3 separate regions of the Sus scrofa genome follow, and all the other regions are linked to region 1. Evidence: chromatin contacts called from public Hi-C and HiChIP or PLAC-seq data. All regions are on one chromosome and are shown on one strand. Each heading gives the region's core, a stretch centred on a gene start, on an enhancer-like site or on the middle of the called end of the contact. The rest is flanking DNA. Distances are from core to core; before and after follow the strand shown.

Region 1 (3,085 bases), core at 54-2,553:
ACCAAGTGTTTAGCAACTTTACATTGGGTTCATCCACACACATATCAATCAGACACTTATATGCTCTGTAAGTGCCCCTTCATGGTAGAGATGTGCATATTAAAGAAGGAAGGTAAGGAGCATAAAACTACTCACTGCATGCTGCCAGCTTTTGAGATTTTCCTACATTAATTTCATTTAATCCTCATAATAACCTTACAAGGAAGATATTATCATCATTATTATTACTTTTTACAGAGAAATGAGACCCAGATAGGATTAAGTAACTTCCCAAGTTATAGAGCCAGGGTTTCTCTAGATCGCATGTTCACATAAATTGGGTTACCATGTGAGGAAGAAGCTACTTTGGTATTCCCGTCCTTGGCCAATCTGGAAATTGTGGAGGCCATGGAAACTTTTGAGCGGAGACAAGAATGGAGCTGGGAGGGAAAGCAGCCTGTAACAGTCCTGGGCTGCTCTGGCCTCCCTCTGACAGCTGAGGGGTCAACTTCTGTAACTTTGCTGCTCTGGTCCTCTTGGAAGGAAACACCTGCCCCTAATCACATCCTCCCTCCTCTTGTTTTTCAAAAATCTTTTCAACTATTGCATCCTAGCTTGCCAAGGGTCATGGCACTGGTGGCCGATTGTGATGTTCCCAGACCCTAAGCCTTTATACCATTCAGGAGCTGAAGGGAATGCTTTTTATTTTATTTTTGCTCTTTAGGGCCACACCCGTGGCATATGGAGGTTCCCAGGCTAGGGGTCCAATCAGAGCTATAGCGGCCGGCCTGCACCACAGCAGCTCGGGATTCAAGCTGCATCTCTGACCTGCACCACAGCTCATGGCAACATCAGATCCTTAACACGCTGAGTGAGGCCAGGGATCAAACCCTCAACCTCATGGATACTAGTTGGATTCATTTCTGCTGCGCCACAATGGGAACTCCTGAAGGGAGTGCTTTTTAACCCAATGGACCCATCACCTCTGCACTTGATCTTTTTTTCCACACCTTAACTCAGTTTCCCTGTTCCTTTGGAAGCAAGGAGAGCTACAGTGTGAGAGAAAGACCAAAGAGCAAGGAGTCAGAAGATCTGGGAGCTGCTGTAGTTGAGGAGGGACTGCCCTTTGTTCAGCTTTTCCTTCTGTCTGGCCCAAGGATCTGGAGTCCTAGAGTTTTGCATTTCAGGCTCCAAGAGCTGTGTGATTTGAATGAGTTGCTGATCACAAAAAGTTTCTCCTTGGTCATGTGACCTTCCCTACTTCCCTAAACCTTTCCTCCCTCACCCCTTCAATGCCTGTCAGAATTTGGCTCCCTCATAGCCACATAAGGCAATTCTGCTATTCAGCTCTTTTCTGGGCCATCTCACTCATCAGCCTTCTGACTAAACATCTCTTTGCCCCAGTTTCTTTGTTTGTAAACTAGGAATAATCATAGTACCTGCCACAAGTTTGCTAGCCTGGTGTTACAGCCCACTAGTATTTGGGATCTGAAAGAAACTAATTCCCTGCTTTATGTTCCAAAATTGTGCCAGAGACCAGGCAGGGACAAATCAGAGAGCCTGTGCCTGGGGCTTTGCTCCTCCTGGGATCTGGGATCTGGTGAGGGTTCACATTCTCACCCATTCACAATCCCAGCACATTGCCGTTGGCATCACATGAGAACAGCAGGGCTCCCTGGCCAGACACCAAGTTCTCCCTTCATTTTCACTAAGCAGCTGCCATGCTAATGGCATTTTGTATGTTATTCTCTGCCTGTTAATGGGAATGAACAAATTTGGTGACTGTGAGGGGAGGGTCCCTCTAAGATGGTGACTTTGGTTCGTATTTTCTAAATTTATTTATTGTGGCTGCTCTTGGTATGAGGAGAGGCCTAGGCTGGGTTGGGATAAGGCTCTTCCTTGTACACTGTGTCTCTGAGCACATCCACTATCTCGTTAAATTGGTCAGGGCAGGCACACCAGGATTTTGGGAGCAGAAGTAGACCTATCAATGAAAGTCATGTTCCAGAGAAATCAAGAATGCTACCATCCCATATTGCTGCCAGTATCTGAAAATCCTGTCCCTCTTTCTGGGGTTTTTTAAGAGACAAATGCACAAGAATTGAATGAAAGCATTTTATTTCCAGGAGGGATAAGGACAACGTATTAAATTCAGATGGATCTTGAAATCCCATTTCATCTAAGTCTTTCCTGATACACTGGATAAGCAATTATACTGAACATCATCTTCCTACTCATTGCCAATGCCACCCCCAGCTCCCAAATCCATTCTTTTGTCTCTGCATAGAGGAAATAACCCTTATCAGATATTACTTTTGTTTAATTGATGACTGTGTGCTTGTAACTGAATCTAAGTTTCCAAGGATGGGGGTTTGATGCCAAACCCAGGACTTTGAGCAGACAGGGACTGCAGGAGGTGGAGGAGGGTAGTGTGAGCTCCCAGGAACCCCTAGCGCCTGGGAACTGGCTGCCATTTTAGTCTTGGCTGTCCCAGGACTCTGGGAGTCTGCCGTGGGCCTTCTTGGCATCAATGTGGTTGTCTGTGTAACTCTCCCACATGCTGGGAAGATAGGGCCCCACATGCCTTGGTGCCGTGCCACGGTGTGGGCTGTAGCAGGACAGAGGTTGTTAGGCAGAGCTGGCATCAGCTTGCTGGGGATATTGGAGAGCGTTGGGAGCTCAGGCAGGTATCCAGTCACAGAGCAGGAGTTCAGGCAGGCTGAGGTGGGCAGGCAGGACTTAAAGGTCAGATGAGATGGTGGAGAGAATCGCAGAAGGCAGGAAAGGCCTGAAGGGTGGTCTTGATAGTCAAAAAAAGTGAAGAACCAAAGAATGGCAGGGACATCAGGATAGACCAGAGAATGCACTGGGCAGGAGGAGGCCTGGGCGCCATCCCAGTGCAGCCTGACTCCAGGCATGCTATGGGAGCCTGTGCTTTCCTTTGCATGTCTAGCCTTGGCCTCCTTATTAGTAAAATGAAGTTTCTGCTCTAGAGACTCTCTCAAGTCTCTTTCAGTAACAAAATCTTAGGGGCTTGAAAGTCCATCAGTCATCTCCTCAGCCATGGAGGAGGCCTTAGAGATCTATAGTCACCAACTGCATGTGA
Region 2 (3,076 bases), core at 392-2,891, 130 kb after region 1:
TTATACTACGTGGATAAGACTTTTTGAGACACATTTCCTGACCTTCTCTGAAGAGTTCAGTTTATCATAAACCCAGGGTGAGAAGTCCTTCAGTTTACCGCAGATAAGGAGAAGGGAGATAGGAGGGAGGGAGAAAAATAGGGGAATACCCTGAGTGGGAGTGTGGCACGTCTGTGTGCGCTCATCTCCCACACACAGCAGGTCGCACGGTAATTGTACCAAGACCTGTATTAAAGGGTTGGCTTCTAAGAATTCACCCTTCCCTTCAGTGACGTCATAGACAGGATAGTTTTAAATTCTAAAGTTGCCCCTGGGAGTTCCTCTGTGACTCCGCAGTAACAGACTCCGACTAGTATCCATGACATCCATGAGGACGTAGGTTTGATCCCTGGCCTCACTGAGTGGGTTAAGGATCCCGTGTTGCGGTGAGCTGCTGTATAGGTCGCAGACGAGGCTTGGCTCTGGCATCGCTGTGGCTGTGGCGTAGGCCATCAGCTGCAGTTCCGATTCGACCTGGGAGCTTCCATGTGCTTCCATGTGGTGTGGCCCTAAAGAGACAGATAGAAAAATTTAAAGTTGCCCCTTAGCACTGTTCTTGTCTTGGGCTCTCTAAGTTGCTTCAGGAGGGATTCTGGGAAAGTGAATGGAAGGAGGATATTCTTTTCCTGTATGTTTAAGGAATAATTATTCCTTTATAGTGAAGGCAATGGGGAAGCATACCTGTCAGACTGCCAGGTGCAATGACAGAGTGCTGGAAAGAACTCCTTAACCTTGACCCCACCCCCGCTGGCCGTCATTCCACCTCCAACACTGTCTGTGTCATTTGAAAGTTTGGAGTCCACTTTCAAAATGCCAGTATTTCCTTCAGGGTTAATTCTTTAAGGCATCGTCAGCAAAAATTTGAGAGATTAGTTTCTGATTTGCTTGCCCCCTAAAAAACAAGACTTATTAAGAATAGTAAACACACTTGCAATTTGAAAGAGGGAATCAGGAAGAGGAAAAATAAAATTAAAGTGTTCACGTCCCCATTTCTGTATAAGCCAACCTTTGTGAAACCAAATACGAAAATAGCCGTTTGAAATAGTAGTGATAGGAAAGGACGTATTCTCCCATATGTGTCTTTATTGTTTTCTTAAATATCCACACAGGTTGTAATTCTTCCTTGAGCCATCTTTTTTCCTTCAGAGAAAAAAAGTTATTATTCCTAAATGTCAACTATCTAGGAAATCTTATCAAATTTAAGGATAGGAGTTAGTAGTTGATTCATGTAATCAAATATCTGAATATTACCTCTCACTGTGTCTTTTTATTGTCCTAGCGATGTTAGACAAATTATCCAGTCTCTCAATGAGGTAGTTCTTCCAGACTTTTAAAGTAGCTTTCCAATAAATTGAAATGAGAAGAATCTTTCAATCATGTCATTAAAAAAATATGCCTAAGATGTATAAGCAATGCTTAATACTTTGGCAGGTCCACAGATCATAACATTTTTATGTACTTTATTTTTTGCCAAAAATATTATGGGAAGCCACTATATGTCTGTTAGAAATAGAAGCTTAGTAGCCACCTCAAAAGCAAGTTCATTAATTCTGTGAATCAGCTGATAGGTGCTGTTTAACTGTTAAGTATGGGCCACCCTCATGCCTATGACTAAGCATATTGCTTACTTGTCATTCATGTTTTCAAGAGAATCCTCACGTCTTAGCTCAAGCAATGTTGTTCTTTTCTGTCAGTTGATAATTACTTGGTTTTTGTAAACTAGTTTTTGTGTGCGGAAAAGTACTTGTATCAAATCCTTCTCTTTTCTATATGGTAGATAATGAAAGAGAACAAATATGTGAGTGGTGTATATATAAATGAAGAAGGCACTGTAACAAATTATTTGCATATGTTAATAAAATCCAGAAGAGTGCAGGAAACACCCAGGGAGTTGCCAATGTAGGATTACTACATGTTTTCCTAAAGCATTTGGAACTAATTAGAAACATCCTGGCTTTATTTAAAAGCAATACAATGTATTTTTAAACTTTATTTTCAATAAGGTCCAAGTTTGTTGACTTTTAGGACTCAGGCAGTACAATGTCCAGAAAAATATAGATTATAGATTTCTTGAGGCAGATACTGACGGGTTTTATTCATCCTTCTACCTCTAGCATATAGTGTGGTACTTATTAGGTACTTCATATGTGTTTTAAAAAGAATAAAGAATTAATCTAAAGTGTGATCCTTGGACCAGCAACAGCGGCATCATCCAGGAACTTGGCAGAAGTGCAGATTCTCAGGACCCACCCCAGAGCTACTGAATGAGAAATTCTGGAGATGGGCTCTAGCACTCTGTCTTGTGACAACCCTCCAGGAGACTCTTATGTATACTGTTTGGGGGCCTCTCAGTCAGGATGATCCCTGCATCCCATCTGAGAGCCTGGAGCCCAATGGTCAATGCTGTTAGCCTGGATTATTTTTAGTAGGTCTTACTCTTTCTAGAGTTAAGATCCTTGCTGTATTACCTGATGGTAGAATCTCTTGGGATCATCCTGTAAAATTGCCACTGTCATTTGGCATTTTATTATTAGAGAAGGTCAGTCTTGTCACTAAGCTTGTGTTAAGAGAGGCTCACTGACGCCCTTAGTCTGAGCATCACTGGGTCTTCTTACCTTGAAATGGTTACCAGGAATCCTGAGTGTCCAGGTTCAAAGGCTACAACTTCAAAGACTAGACTTTATGAAATCACTGAGATGATCTGGCCCCAGAGGACTCACATTAAACAGACTTACAAAATATGGACTTGTAAACTTCAATTCCAGTGTAATAATAGTAGAAAATATACTATTCCTAGTGATTGTTAATGATGGGGGGTTTTTTTAATTCTAAAATTCTATGATTCGGAAACTGAAGAAACCTGTTCTCTTATGTAGAGCTGATGTCACTGTAACTTAGTTCAGGCTGCTCAAAAAGCAGTTGGGCCATACCTATATTGCCCACTCTAATGCTCTACCTCCCTACTTTAAAATTTTTTCCAAAGAGATGGAGGATATAAGACTAGCCACATACCCAAAGACTTTCATAAAAACATTGT
Region 3 (3,278 bases), core at 533-3,032, 160 kb after region 1:
CCAAAGGGTGGAATCTAATTTAAAGCAAGATCCTTCTGACTCCCAAGCTCACATTTTTTTTTTTTTAACTGAAATATTGTAACCTGACAATGAGCTGTCAAGAATACAAAAAAGAAATAAGGCCATTAACAGCTGCAAGGGGGTGATCTTTGTTTAAGATTATAGGTTAGGTATACTGGGAGGAATGGGAATCCTGGGGGCTTTGAAGATGATGGGGTATACAAATGGAGAGGGATTTTTGGACAGTTGAGAATCGGGGCAGCAAATATGACAGCTCTAGAAAAGCTGAATCCAGGAAAGTAGAGAAGAATGCAAATCAGTGGAGAAGGAGGAGATAGTATAGGGGTGAGGTCTCAGAAAAGACATGAAAAAGAGCCAGACTATATGAGAAAAGACTGCTCCCACTAAGTCTGGAGATTATTGTCCCAGTGGAGATCAGAGGAAGGGTAGATGAGAAAGGTATCAGATAAACATAGTTTTTTTTTTTTAAAAGCACTAGTTGTAATTATCTCCATAGTTATAGCTTACTTGGAAGAAAGTTCATAAAAAAAGGGAGTTTCCGTCATGGCTCAGTGGTTAGCGAACCCGACTAGGATCCATGAGGATGTGGATTCCATCCCTGGCCTCGCTCAGTGGGTTAAGGATCCGGCATTGCCATGAGCTGTGGTGTAGGTCGCAGACGCGGCTCAGATCCTGTGTTGCTATGGCTCTGGCATAGGCTGGCAGCTACAGCTCCGATTAGACCCCTAGCCTGGGAACCTCCATATGCAGAGGGTGCGACCCTAAAAGACAAAAAAAAAAACAACCAAACCAAACCAAACAAAAAAACCCCAAAATTAAAAAAAAAAAAAAAAAAAAAAAAAAGACATGGCGGCTAAGAGACCTTAATCAGTCACTTTCCCTCTCCCAGCCTCTGCTTTCCCATATGTTCGACAAATTAGCGTCAGGTAGGCAAGTGGCTCCCAAACACCTTTCCATTCCTTAATTTCCTAAGCATTGTGGACTGGGACAACTGTGATCTGTTTACAGATGGGGCAATCCTATAACTTTATATGTCAAAGGAACTTGTAGGAATAACAAAAATTAAAGATACCGAGGTAATTTTTAGAATTTTAAGTCCTCAAGTCAAAATTTCTGCCTATATCCCTTTACCTCTTATTTAAAATGATTAAGTGGGTCACTTTGCTACAGTAGAAAATTGACAGAACACTGTAAACAACTATAATGGAAAAAAATAAAAATCATTAAAGATAAATAAAAAATAAAAATGATTAAAATGTCAACGTATTACTAACTGTAAACTCTTTTTTTTTTTTTTGTCTTTTTAGGGCTGCCCCCATGGCACATGGAGGTTCCCAGGCTAGGGGTCCAATCAGAAGTACAGCTGCCGGCCTACACCACAACCAAGTCTGCAAGCTACACCACAGCTCACAGGAACGCCAGATCCTTAACCCTCTGAGCAAGGCAAGGGATTGAACCTGCATACTCATGGATACTAGTCAGGTTGATTAACTGCTTAGCCACGATGGGAACTCCCTAACTGTAAACCCTTGAGGCAAGGACTCTGTCCTACACTCTGATTATAATGGCTCAATAAATATATATTGAATGAATGAATGCTGAATTACAAAATGTCACCACTACAGAGGCTTCTGGTTATTTTTCTCCTCTTTGATCTCTCTTCTCAGTCTCCCCTGTGACATTTCAGGAGCGTATTAATTATGTTAGAGATAGTCACTTTTCACTGTACTACCTCATTAAATTGTTTTTTCATTTGGTTGCTGTGTTGGTTTTTTGTGAAAAGGGAACTATATACTTGAGGAATTGACTGACAGTTAATGGAAATCTTAGGATTTTTCAAAATTATCTTTTGTAGGAACTTACAAATTAGTATTCTAGTTTTCCTTCACTGGTCAGTTTAAATTTTACCAAGAATGTTGCCTTTATAAAAAGGAATTGTGTTTTATTTTAAGGAGGAAAAGTGATTTTGAGGAAATCAGAAATCTATTTCTGAACAAATGTAGTGATGCTGGTGTAAGAAAAAAAGCCACAAGATGTCATCCCAAATTAGTAATGCTTCCCATCTTAAACACATGATTTCAGTTGTCCCCAGCTAGCTAAAGGTTACAAAATGTCACCATAATATCCTTTACTTCCTTCTGTGTTTTGCTTCCCCCTACACACACCCAAATATGGTAGATGGAGTTGTAAAAACCCTGAAGTATGACAATATAGTTTATTACACCTTTAGTTAGAAGTATCGTGCCAAAATGAGCTGAGAACTAGAGGAAATGGATTTGAATTTATAGCAGTCGGGTGAGACAGAATATACCTTTTCCAGACCACTCAACCAGCAAGCCAGTTTGTAACTTTAATGCTCCGTACAGTGGAAAAGTTGCAGCTGTAACAAAATCAACAGAGACATCTCTGATTAATGTTCTTCAATAAGAGGATTGAATGGGAGAGTATTTTTCCAAATGTATGCTTTTATATACTTTATACGACTTTCCAGAATATTATTAATTTTACTTAGTGCTACTTTGGGAGTCACTGATTCTCCTCATCACTCTGATGAGGAATTAGAACCAGAGCTGACATCTCTCTGTTAGCGGACTTTGTCTTCAGTGATCTGATCACCTGAGGATACCTTTGTCTCCTTCATTACCAGGCTTTAAGCCTGCAAATCATTGTTGGTTTTCCCTTAGCCTGAGAGAAAAATTTAGAGTATTTGCTTACATGGGAGACATGAAAATGCTGACTTTAAGAAATGGCTCTCTGATTCTTGGGTAGAAGCTGAAATACTGGGCAAGACAACCAAGTATCCAAAACCTGAATGTTCCCAGCAAGCCATATAGTTTTCCTGGATTTTGAATCAAGATAAGTAGCACAGCTTATAGAATCAACCATCCTATGAAATTATGAACTTGAAGGAAAAGGGTGATTGATTTTCATTTCTCCCTTAAAAGTTTGTTCAGTTTTAAGTATTTGTTTATTTTTTTCGAAACAGGCACTCTCCCTACGAGTGACTGAGATACTGTGCTCTCCATACAGGTTGTGTTGAAAGAGGTTAGCTTGTAAATTGAAGTAAGAGGGGTAGAATGAAAAGAATCGAGTGGTAAAAGAGAAGGAAGCTAGGTGTTTTAACCCAATTTGCTTCTTCCTCTTTGGACGGCTGTTGATATTATTTTAGCTGTTCTATTTGCCTGTACATAGGCGGTGTCACCACTTCTGCTACAACCTCTGTGCCTAGAGAGTTAGAACCACTTATAAATCTAGTA

The links. Hi-C and Micro-C count contacts between places; a contact is called where the count stands out from the background. HiChIP or PLAC-seq counts read pairs in DNA pulled down with a chosen protein or histone mark.
Region 2: a contact with region 1 is called in a Hi-C map of alveolar macrophages, with 2.0 times the contacts expected there. The contact joins two enhancer-like sites. A contact is called at or near these places in 6 of 47 Hi-C or Micro-C datasets (alveolar macrophages, blood, fetal heart ventricle and 3 more) and 2 of 2 datasets of contacts at active chromatin or transcription factors (alveolar macrophages and skeletal muscle).
Region 3: a contact with region 1 is called in an H3K27ac HiChIP or PLAC-seq map of alveolar macrophages. The contact joins two enhancer-like sites.

What each region holds. Positions count from the first base shown.
Region 1 is chr13:68,177,723-68,180,807 of Sscrofa11.1, forward strand. The region is part of intron 5 of SYN2 (synapsin-2); the gene reads left to right. It overlaps TIMP4 (metalloproteinase inhibitor 4), which reads right to left. Exons shown (of 5, transcript XM_021069344.1): 5 at 2,081-3,085. Among named protein-coding and RNA genes, the nearest start is that of TIMP4, 12 kb to the right of the region's middle. Within about 2 kb of position 1,304, at least 7 of the 83 cell types and tissues checked have an H3K27ac peak or open chromatin away from gene starts, as enhancers often do. A contact at or near this core is called in alveolar macrophages, where this site is marked.
Region 2 is chr13:68,306,865-68,309,940 of Sscrofa11.1, forward strand. It overlaps a transcript of PPARG not described here. Among named protein-coding and RNA genes, the nearest start is that of PPARG, 56 kb to the right of the region's middle. Within about 2 kb of position 1,642, at least 8 of the 83 cell types and tissues checked have an H3K27ac peak or open chromatin away from gene starts, as enhancers often do. A contact at or near this core is called in alveolar macrophages, where this site is marked.
Region 3 is chr13:68,338,724-68,342,001 of Sscrofa11.1, forward strand. It overlaps a transcript of PPARG not described here. Among named protein-coding and RNA genes, the nearest start is that of PPARG, 24 kb to the right of the region's middle. Within about 2 kb of position 1,783, at least 4 of the 83 cell types and tissues checked have an H3K27ac peak or open chromatin away from gene starts, as enhancers often do. A contact at or near this core is called in alveolar macrophages, where this site is marked.